Linked DNA regions of Rattus norvegicus: region 1 is linked to region 2. A link is a contact called in public Hi-C data. All regions are on one chromosome and are shown on one strand. The core of a region is the stretch at or near the end of the contact, and the rest is flanking DNA. Distances in the headings are between cores, read along the strand shown.

Region 1 (4,926 bases), core at 2,360-4,859, 220 kb after region 2:
AGGAGGGAGAGGAGGAGGAAGATGAGGAGGAGGAAAATGATTGAAGAGGAGACTAGCAATCAATCTCTGACCTTTGCATGCATACACACATGTACACACTTGAACACACATGTATAAACATGTACACATACATGTGCACACATGTATACACGCAGAGAGAACAAGACTTCTTAGTCCCTCTCTTGGATAGCATCGATGCCTGTCTTTGACTTGCATAGACCCTAGAAACTCTTAATACTGTATATGTTTTTGCTTTTATTAAAAGAAAAAAAGAAGTTTTAGGACTGGGTGTAGAAGCTCATTCTTTTAATCCCAGCACTCAAGAGCCAGAGGCAGTTGGATCTCTGAATTTGAGGCCAGCCTGGTGTATATAGTGGGGCCCTGGACAGCTAGGGCTACATAGTAAGACACATACATGTGTCCACAAAATAACAGTTGATCAATATATATTAATCAAACAATCATGTGTTTGCAGTGGTTTTCCCATGTAATCACAATGCACTTGGGTATAGTCCTGTCCCCACCACCCTCTTGTTCCCAGTTCCCTCTGCTGCTGGTCTCTTTCTTTACAAGTCTACCTAATGATCTTCCCAAATGCATCACTCTCTTCTTAAGACAAGGCCATATAAAACCATGTATCGGGGATCAAAACAGTCAGGTGCTGTGCTGAATTCAAACTACAATTGCCTCAAGCACTCCATGATATCAAGGAGATGATTTCACCTTGCCTCTCTGAAAGCATTTCCCTCTCTGTAGTCTTACCCTTGTGGGTTGTGGGTGGCATGTGGGCCTCGGTGTCATGCTGCTGGCGACTGGAAACAAGAACTTCAGAGCATAAGGTTGACTCTCCCACAGAACAAGAGGCATGGATTCAACACCAGCTTTGGGCTAAAAAATACTGACTGACGTGGGGACTAAACCTGCAATATTTAGGACATATTTAAATTAAATCTCTACTGGGACCTGGAGAGGTAGCTCAGTGGTTTGGTTCCCAGCACCCATTTTGGGTCGCTCACAACCCCCTGTAACTCCAACTCCAGGGGATCTGACTCCTATGTGGACTACTCTCATGCACACACACGCATAGATATACATACATATACCTAAAAATAATAAAAGTAAACCCTTTAAATCTGTGACAATTTTATGTTATTGAAGTTTAGATTGTCACCATAGAACAAACTGCTATCTTAGAAATCGACTTCCTCAGATGTCTGGATAAATGCGACCATTTCCTTTATTCAAGATGGCACAGCGAGAGACCAAGTTAAAATATTCACATGCTGTCTGGCAGATGCATTCAAGTAATTTAGAGTAAAAATTAGAGTTACCATAGCGAAGAGAGACGTTGTCATGGCAACATACTTTCATCAGTCTCAAAATCAAAAGACAATCTTCCATTGTTAAAGTTTAACTAGCACTTATTAGGTAATGATCACAATAAACATTTCTGATTATAGTGTTGTGAAGGAAAGTGGTTTTGTCATTACAATGGAATCTGCTTTGAATTCACCAGCCTCATTTAGTACAGTGGTGCAGGTGGACAGCCCACTGCCAGTCTGTAGCTAAGAGATTTTACCACACACTGCGGGCAAACTGCTTGCAGCCAATGAATGAATGCTATGAGCTGGAGAGGCGGGGCTAGGACACCAGCTCTTAGTTCTGAAAGATCAGTGCCTAGATGGATCTAGCTGTTTGCTCTCTCTGGATAATGCCTGTCTTATTGAGCCCACTGATCACTGACGTTTAGTCCTATGTTGACCAGATACATAAGATAGAACTTTGCTTACAGAATTATATAATCATATTTGATTCAAGTTACAATGTAACCAGAAGTCAGAGTCAGAAAACCAATAGCGGTAGGCTAGTAACCGCTCTACTATGCCTATATTTAACCTGAATGTCTTTGTGTTTGGACCTATATAAGAAGAAAGTTTGCTCCAAATTAGAAATATTTTATCAAAAGCTGAAAAGGTATTACAACCAAGGAATGATCAAAGGATTGCTTTTGTAGGGGAAATATTTTTTCATAAGATTACCATTAATTTTATCATTTCTATTTTCTAGTATTTAACCTTCTGAACTTCTTAGTAAGTCATATTTTGATAAGGAAAAATTTATTTTAGAGGAAAATCCATCAGCCAGCCACCTCTTCTCTATAAGGAACAAGTTTGGTTGGATCACTGTGCTACTGGGTACACTATTTTAAGTTCTTTTCATTTTTATTAAAGAGTAAATGAGAAAGATGTAATTTCATTCAAACTCATATTGACTATTCATTCTGCAATCATCAATGATGGACAAACCCCAAGCCTGAATAAAAACAGCATTATTTCTGGGAAATGTCAAGACTGTCACTTCAAAAGGGCAAACGAGCCACAAGCTGTGATTTTTCACCTTGTGCAATGGCCTCGCCCTGAGAGTCCACAACAATTCATCTTGTTTCTGTAAGAGGCATGCGTGCACGAATGTCAAATACCATCGAGATAAAATGGTGCTGGGTAAAGTCAGCTGCGTTACTCTACCATGCAATGCATAGCACTACGCCCTTTCTATGTATTTAGAAAGCCCCTAACCTTCTAATCTTTTTCCTCTCAAATACTGCCTAACGGTGTTTACAAAGGCTTCATTTAATTACATCATACTCTCTAATTTAATGATACTGAAATCCAAGTCTTAAATGTATCCTAAAGATTATTTACATCCCATTCTTGTAAACAGTATTACAGATCACCCTCCAGTGCCTTGTTCAAGAGAAAAACTCCAGGTGTCTAACATAAAGAAACAATGCCCACTAGCACACATGTACATGTATTTATATGTGATTTTTTTCATATGCAACAATGGGCGTTATCTGGTTTTGTAGATATTGCAATGTGTTGGAGAGAGGAATGGAGTTAGTGGCGAGTGTCCTCTATGGCTTTACAGTGTCTTCATGAATGTATCTGAGTGCACACAAATGATTGGCAGAACTTTTAAATTATTACTTATAAGGATAACATAGTAAGAGTGTCAAGAGAGTTGGCGTTCTTGAATAATTCTTCCCAGGCGGGCTCTATGCTTCTTTGTTCAAATAACTTTATGTGAAAACCAAGTGTGGAATAGAGGGTTTAATCGGGGCTCCAAAGAGCACAGGCAGGTGGGTGGATTGGGAAGAACCCAGCTCCACTCCTTAGCCTGAAGGAGCAGCTTCCCCTCTCCCACCCACTTTTTGGGCTCCCTTTCTGAACTCTGTGCTTACAATTTTCAGCAGGACCTGGACACGACACATCTGTTTGAATCTTTCACTTAAATGGTTTCTTCAGAAAGTCTAAATAGGACTCTTCTGTCTGCTAGAGGACAAAACTACAACTGATGATCAAATTTTTATTTTAATGAATTGAAAAGAATTTGTGATTACAAAGTAGCCACAATATAAACATGAACTGTTTGAATAACCTCATTTCCCTCTTGCCTATATTGGAAAGACTTCAAATATATTTTATTCATGCTACAACCTGACTTATACCTGTAAGCTAAGCATTGTAAGAGGCAACAACCCAGAGCATCTGCCATGTGTTGCCAAGGACCTGTCAGAACACCCTGAGAAAACACACCACCCAGTGACCCGAGACTTACACAACACTGGTGATCTCACAGCTAAAATATGTCCAAACCGTCCAATGGCAGAGGCTACTCCACAAATCCACGGACCTTTGCTCATTGTTGTCAATAGGTATTTCCTGAATTGCTTTAACTATTTCTAAACCGCTGTGTTCTCAGGTACTAGCTCTCTCTGAAAGATTCTGTTCTGAGGACTGGAAAGATGGCCTAGCAATTGCAGAAGACCAGGGTTTGATTCCCAGCACCACACGGTGGCTCCCAGCCATCTGTAACTCTGGTTTCAGGGGAAGTTGGTGTCTTCTTCTGAGTGTGCGTTTTCTGAGTCTCGAATCATTTCTCATCCTGATGTCTAAATTCTGGGTCCCTCCAGTACCCAGAGTCCTCCAATAGCCCGCACATTTCTTTCTCCTTCAACTGCAATCTACCCCTTGGAAATAAGTGAGCTTTCCCTAAGCCCTGCAATTAGAATGCAAATGGAATGTTCAGGTAGCCTATAATTAGAAGAGAAATAGCCCCCAAGTAGCCCGTGCAAATGAAGACACTAAAGAAAATCAAGGGAGTGTCAGGCCATCCCCATGAGGTCCCCTCCAGCCCCGCTGCTTATAGTCAACAGCTGGAGGTCAAGTGCTTCTCTCTCTAACTCAACACCACATGCCCGTCTCTACCATTCAGTGATGAATTCAGCACATGGATTTGTTACTTTTCTTTCTTTTTTAAAAAAAAGATTATAATATAGACAGACAGACAGATAGAAACTGGCTTCAGACACACCAGAAGAGGGCATCAGATCTCATTACAGATGGTTGTGAGCCACCATGTGGTTGCTGAGAATTGAACTCAAGGACCTCTGGAAGAGCAGCCAGTGTTTTTAACCACTGAGCCATCTTTCTAGCTCGGTTTTGTTACTTTTCAAATCGGCTTCACCTGTCCATGTCCATTACTGGCCATACTTTTCACAGCAGAGTGTTCCCTGATGATGATCAGAGGGAGAAGTGAATGGATATTTCAGGGTCTTTTGGCTGGGACAGACCTCAAGCTTGCTTCAATAAGGGTAAACAAACAAACATTTTTATATAGTTCACAAGTACCTTTCTCTCTCTCTCTCTCTCTCTCTCTCTCTCTCTCTCTCTCTCTCTCTCTCCCTCTCTTCTTCCCTCCCTCCCTCCCATTGTTTATTGAGTAGAACAATTCTTCTATGGCTCGCCTACTGTATTTTCAGAACTATTTTGGATATATTGAATTTTCCAGAAGAAGACATGAAAGACCATTATGATTCTCACTTGTCTACAGGAAGAAAGCAGAACTCTGGAAAACTGAGTTGCT
Region 2 (5,144 bases), core at 1,530-4,029:
TCACAGAGAGTTAAAGCAAACAGAATGAAATGTATACTGAAACAGAGGACATAATGAGATGTGTCTACATACTGCGTGTTTGCTGTCTCCTACTCTCCTCTCATAACACTTGAGCTAGGAAGAGAGAAGGAAGCGTCAAACCATCTGGGCAGTGTGACCCTATCCTCCTTTTGTCCCCTCGAAGTCCTGCAAGCAGCTATCTGAGGACACGCCTGAAGGCCTCGAAGCGTGCATGGCCACGTCTAGCTATCGTTCCTCATGAAATCTTAGCTGTGGGCAGTGAGCTGGCCTTCCATAAACCCCAAAGCCTGCCACTGACATTGCCCTGTCACAGTCCCTCAAACTGTGACACAATATCTCCCACTTTAAAAGGTGTCGCTTTGCTGATGGTTGCAGGAAATTATTTGACGAAACAAAGCTTAGTCAAATAAAGTGCAAAATAATACTCATGACCCTTCCAAGCTGATGAGGAATGAGAGCAGAGAATTCGAATTTGCAATGACCTCAGTGGGTGAGACAGTTACTCATAGTACATCAAGCCTATAAGACAATTTTAAAGGAAGCTGGGAATTAGGAGAATGACTCGGGAACCAATTTAAAACACACCAATGCTGGAGTGGCACATTCTTCCCAGGTCCTTGGGGAGTGCTGGGAATCATTGTTTCTGGAAGAGAGGTAAGCTTTGTGCTTAACCCAGCCAGCAAAGACTGGAGCCTTGCTCTCTCCCACGGCTGGGTACCTCTGTCCAGTCACCCCTACAGCACAGACCCTGCCTGAGAGCCAATCAAGAGCTAGAGTATCACACATTCACTTCAGCCATTTTCTTTCCATTCCCCTCCTCAGTAATACTGCAGATGGGCAGGAGCTGATCCTCCCATGGTCCAACCCTAAGCACACTGGGTGGGCGGTGAGGTGAAAGCATTGGGGACTCTTCCTAGCACTGAGGTACCCTAGAAGCCAGGCCTCTTGCCTCCTTGAGCTTGCCTCACAGGGTAGGGTCTTCCCTCCTAAAACATAGCCATTCTCCTCGAGGCTCACACCACTCCTGGGTTCTCTACCCCATGGATGCTTCGAGACTACAAGTAGCTTGTGTTTGGAAGACAGGCATTGCTTAGTGCTGTCTGCCTCCTGAACCCTGACTAGTCTGGAACCATCTAGAAGTGAGTACTCCTCAAGTTAGCCTTTTTCTGCTTAAAATAATCCCCTCCCCGGAGCGCTGTGTGGCACAGCCGGCTTACCAGTCTCCTCGTGTAAATAGCGGTGGTGTGGCAAGGGAGGAGGTCTGTTTATGATTTTTGATCCTGTTTTGCTTCTGGCAAAAATTCCCGAACAGTCAAAGTTGGCAGCGCACTGATCGTTTCTTCTAAGATGAGCTACTGTTCGGCAGGGACGACTGGGATGATTCTGGCCTGAGGTCAGAGTTATCCAATGGGCAGGGGAAAAACCCTCCACGCGAGACCCTCTTTAACTCTCTCTCAGCATTATAGACCTGAGGATTTGAGACCCGCTGTCCCCCAGACCAGCACAGGTTCAACTCAAGCCCATTGTGTTCAGCTCCTGTCTGAAAAGAGGCGCTGTGAGGGCACAGGAGACTCAGCCTGGGAGCCCCCGGGAAGTGTAGGGGAGGCTGGGCCCTCCACTGGGCACTTTTTTGGGAGAAAGGCAACATTCTGAAGGGTAGGAAGTGAGGAGGTTGGGCTAAGGGTAGAGGAAAATTTTCTTTGCCCTCTTCTTGGGTCAGGGCCTACCTAACCACACTATCCAGCCTCTGGCAAGAAACCCTGCTGCCTGACATTTACTCTGGACGCAGAGTTCTTGATAAAGGATGGCCAGCCCTGGGAAGGCATCGGGAGGGCAGAAAGGGGGTGTCAGGGTAAGATGGTCACAAGCTGAACGACTGACTGTTCTTCAGCAATGGGAGAGGGGGCGAGGAGGGGCCAGCTGTGTCTATAATGACAAAGAATAAGCACTCAAGCCATCTTTGGGACCAAGTAGACAATGTCTACCCATAATTAGGAGGAGGACGGATTGGCAGTGGTGAGTAACACCCGTTCTTAGCTCACCCAGACTTGAGTTCAGGGTAGAGCTCCAGTGCTCACAGGCTGTGGGGCATCAGGAAAGTTCAGGCAGCACTCTGGAGCCATGGTTCACTCACCTAAGGAAGGGGAGGGCGAGTGTATGGTGGAGCCTCCATCTTGCTTATTTTCCAGACGGGTAAACTCAGGTCTTAATGAAAACACAGTGGGAGGACCATATCTAACCATGCTAGATTCCTTGAAAACAGGTGATAGATTATCCCGGGGAAGGCTCTAGAAAGTTAGCTTGAAGACTGCTGTTGCTATGCTTAGAAAGGACAAATATTCCCAAGCTTAAGATGTGTGTATGATGTGAAATATAAAGACTTGGGCCTGAATGTTTCATCTTCCAGCACACAGATGTTAGCAAACTTTTTTTTTCCTACTGTTATGACGTCATGGAGATGTGAAGCCGGGCTCACCCCAGGGTATGGTTCTACCTGCAAGGCTCAAGCAGAATGAGGAAGAGCGACTGTCAGTGAGTCTAAAAGACCTCATCTGCACCCTAGGTCATTCTTGGCGTTGATGGACTGCAGTGTCCAGAGCAGGCTCTGAAATGGTAACCAACAATACGAGGGTGGCAGTGACAGGAAAAAGGCTCACGTGAAGGAAACAGAGACAGAACAGCCTCGTGCAGAGCGAAGCTGGGAACCTGGAGGTGGGGGAGGAGGAAAACACTCTGAAACAATCCCTTGTCTTGCGTTAAGTTAATGTTTGACCACTGCAGCTGCCAGGCGCCCGTAGTCTAGCAGGTGAGTTTACATTAGCGCGCCACAGAACCAGTCACGGAAGTGTGCCTTTCTGTGCCACAGATTCCACTTGCAAAGCCACGATTTGGGGGAAATGAGATTCGGAACATTTAAACTTGCAATGGGGCAGCAGGACTCCTCTTACACACCACAGGCTAATGAGTAAAAAAAAAAAAAAAAGACCAGCACCAGGAGCAAGTTACTTCTTTGGGGACTGTTGGTCAGTGATGTCCCTCTGGCTCCCAAACACGACAGGTTATGTCCAACGCCATTGGTTACTCTCAAGAACTCGGGGGTGTGATTCTGTTGCTGAAGACCCCACACACTCGAGTTCTCGGACCGAGACCAAACAGGCTGGTGCTGACCTGGAAACTCCTCTACCTTACTTCCTAGCTTTCAGAAACATTTTAGACCAGGAAGACTCCTTCATGGGTTTTCCCATCTCATAGAAAACCAGACTGTACGGAGTAAGGCTTCCTAATCATGACGTCGAAGCCAACTCACACCTGGATGCATTCATACGTGCATATATTCACCCGGGTGCAGACTCAACCAGACAGCGAGCTTAGAATTGTCCCCCCACCTGTCAAGCCAGTAAGAGGACTGCACAGCCATCCGGGCTCACTCTACGCCAGGCGCAGACGCCAAGCATTGCATCCTATAAAAAAAGGGGGTTCTACAAGGTCAGAATTAACACCATGTCATGATGACTGCAGAAGGCCGCACACACTGATTCTCTGTCCTTGGGGATAGCTATCTCGAGAGGATTAAAAGTATATATTTTCTATAAAATTCAACAGAGCAGGAGCTTTTATATAGTGTATCTGCCAAAGTATCAATAAATTTACTTCTGGGGACAAACCCCGACAAGTACCATATTCCCATTTCACCTTCCTTAGCTAAGGGACTCAGTAAAGATAAAGAATATTCTCCAATTAACAGGGACGATGCTCTTATAGGAAACAAACTATTAAAATAGTTTAAAAGCTTATCAGAGTTAGCACGGGATGCAGAGAGCTTAGTTTTTAATTTATCAGCTGGCCGTAAGTCTCCTCTGGCTACACATTAAACAGGGGATCAATATCAGGGGGTTGGAAAGAACTGCAAAAATTAAACAGGAAAAAGCCCTAAGCCATCCCCCAATCGATAGATAAAGTGATGAACTGAATAAAATTCTTACTGATAAATACTTAAAAACATTCAGTCTCCTCAACCACCAGAGACACACAGGCTAGACCTGCTCTGAGAGCCCATCTAAGTCCACACAAAGGAGTGGCTGTCACCAATAAGACAGATGGCAGCAAATGCTTCTGGACGTGTGGGGAAAGGCAGGCCCTGGTTTACCACTGACAGGACAGGAACGTGCGATCCCTGCAGTCCCTGGGTAAATCAGTTTAGACAGCCTTCCAGAAACTAGAAATACAACAACCAGATGACCGCACGGTCGCGTGCGAAAGGACTCAAAGTCAGCAGATCCCAGAGATTCTTCTCATCCACGCTTACTGCCGTGCCGTTCAAACTAGCCTGAGACCCACCAATAAACCAACGAATGCACGCCGAAAACAGGATACACATACACAATGGACTTTTATTCAGCTGAAAAAAAATGAAATTGTGACATCCATTTGCAAGAAAAATGGGTGAGATTGAAAATGTCTACAATTAAGCAAAATAAGCCAGGATCAGAAAAACACCACGTTTTCCCTTACATGTGGCTTGGATTTAAAAGTGTGTGTATGCTTGGGTATGTGCATGTGTGCCTATGTGCTGTGTCTGTGTCAACTTGACACAAGCTAACGTCATCTGAGAGGATGGAGCCTCCGTTGAGAAAATGCTTCCATAAGAACGGGGCTATAGGCATGCGTGTTAGTTTTTTCTTAATTAGTGATTAATGAAGGAGGGCCCAGACTATTGTGGATGGGGATACCCCTGGGCTGGTGGTCCAGGGCCCTATAAGAAAATAGCCTGAGCAAGTCATGTGTAACAAGCCAGTAAGTGGCACCCTCCATGGCTTCTGCATCAGCTCCTGCCTCCAGGGTCCTGCCCTGCTGGAGTTCCTGTCCTGACTTGCCTTGATGACCAACTGTGATGGGAAAGTGGAAGTTAAACAAACCCTTTCCTCCCTAAGTTGCTTTGGCCATGGTGTTTCATCACAGCAATAGTAACCCTGACCAAGACAGCATATGTATGTATGTGTGGGAGACAGTGTATGTATGTATGTATGTATGTACACGTATATGTATATCAGACTGAGTGTGCATGTGTGTATGTGTGAATATATATGTATGTGTTTATGTGCACATGTGTGAGTGTATTACGT

Evidence for each region. Hi-C and Micro-C count contacts between places; a contact is called where the count stands out from the background.
Region 1: a Hi-C map of liver shows a contact between it and region 2, with 1.9 times the contacts expected there. The contact joins two enhancer-like sites. A contact is called at or near these places in 2 of 12 Hi-C or Micro-C datasets (hepatocytes and liver).

The regions. Positions count from the first base shown.
Region 1 is chr12:5,769,087-5,774,012 of GRCr8, forward strand. It overlaps a transcript of Stard13 not described here. Among named protein-coding and RNA genes, the nearest start is that of Rfc3, 65 kb to the right of the region's middle. Within about 2 kb of position 3,610, at least 2 of the 93 cell types and tissues checked have an H3K27ac peak or open chromatin away from gene starts, as enhancers often do. A contact at or near this core is called in liver, where this site is marked.
Region 2 is chr12:5,553,497-5,558,640 of GRCr8, forward strand. The region is part of intron 1 of Stard13 (StAR-related lipid transfer domain containing 13); the gene reads right to left. Among named protein-coding and RNA genes, the nearest start is that of Stard13, 14 kb to the right of the region's middle. Within about 2 kb of position 2,780, at least 10 of the 93 cell types and tissues checked have an H3K27ac peak or open chromatin away from gene starts, as enhancers often do. A contact at or near this core is called in liver, where this site is marked.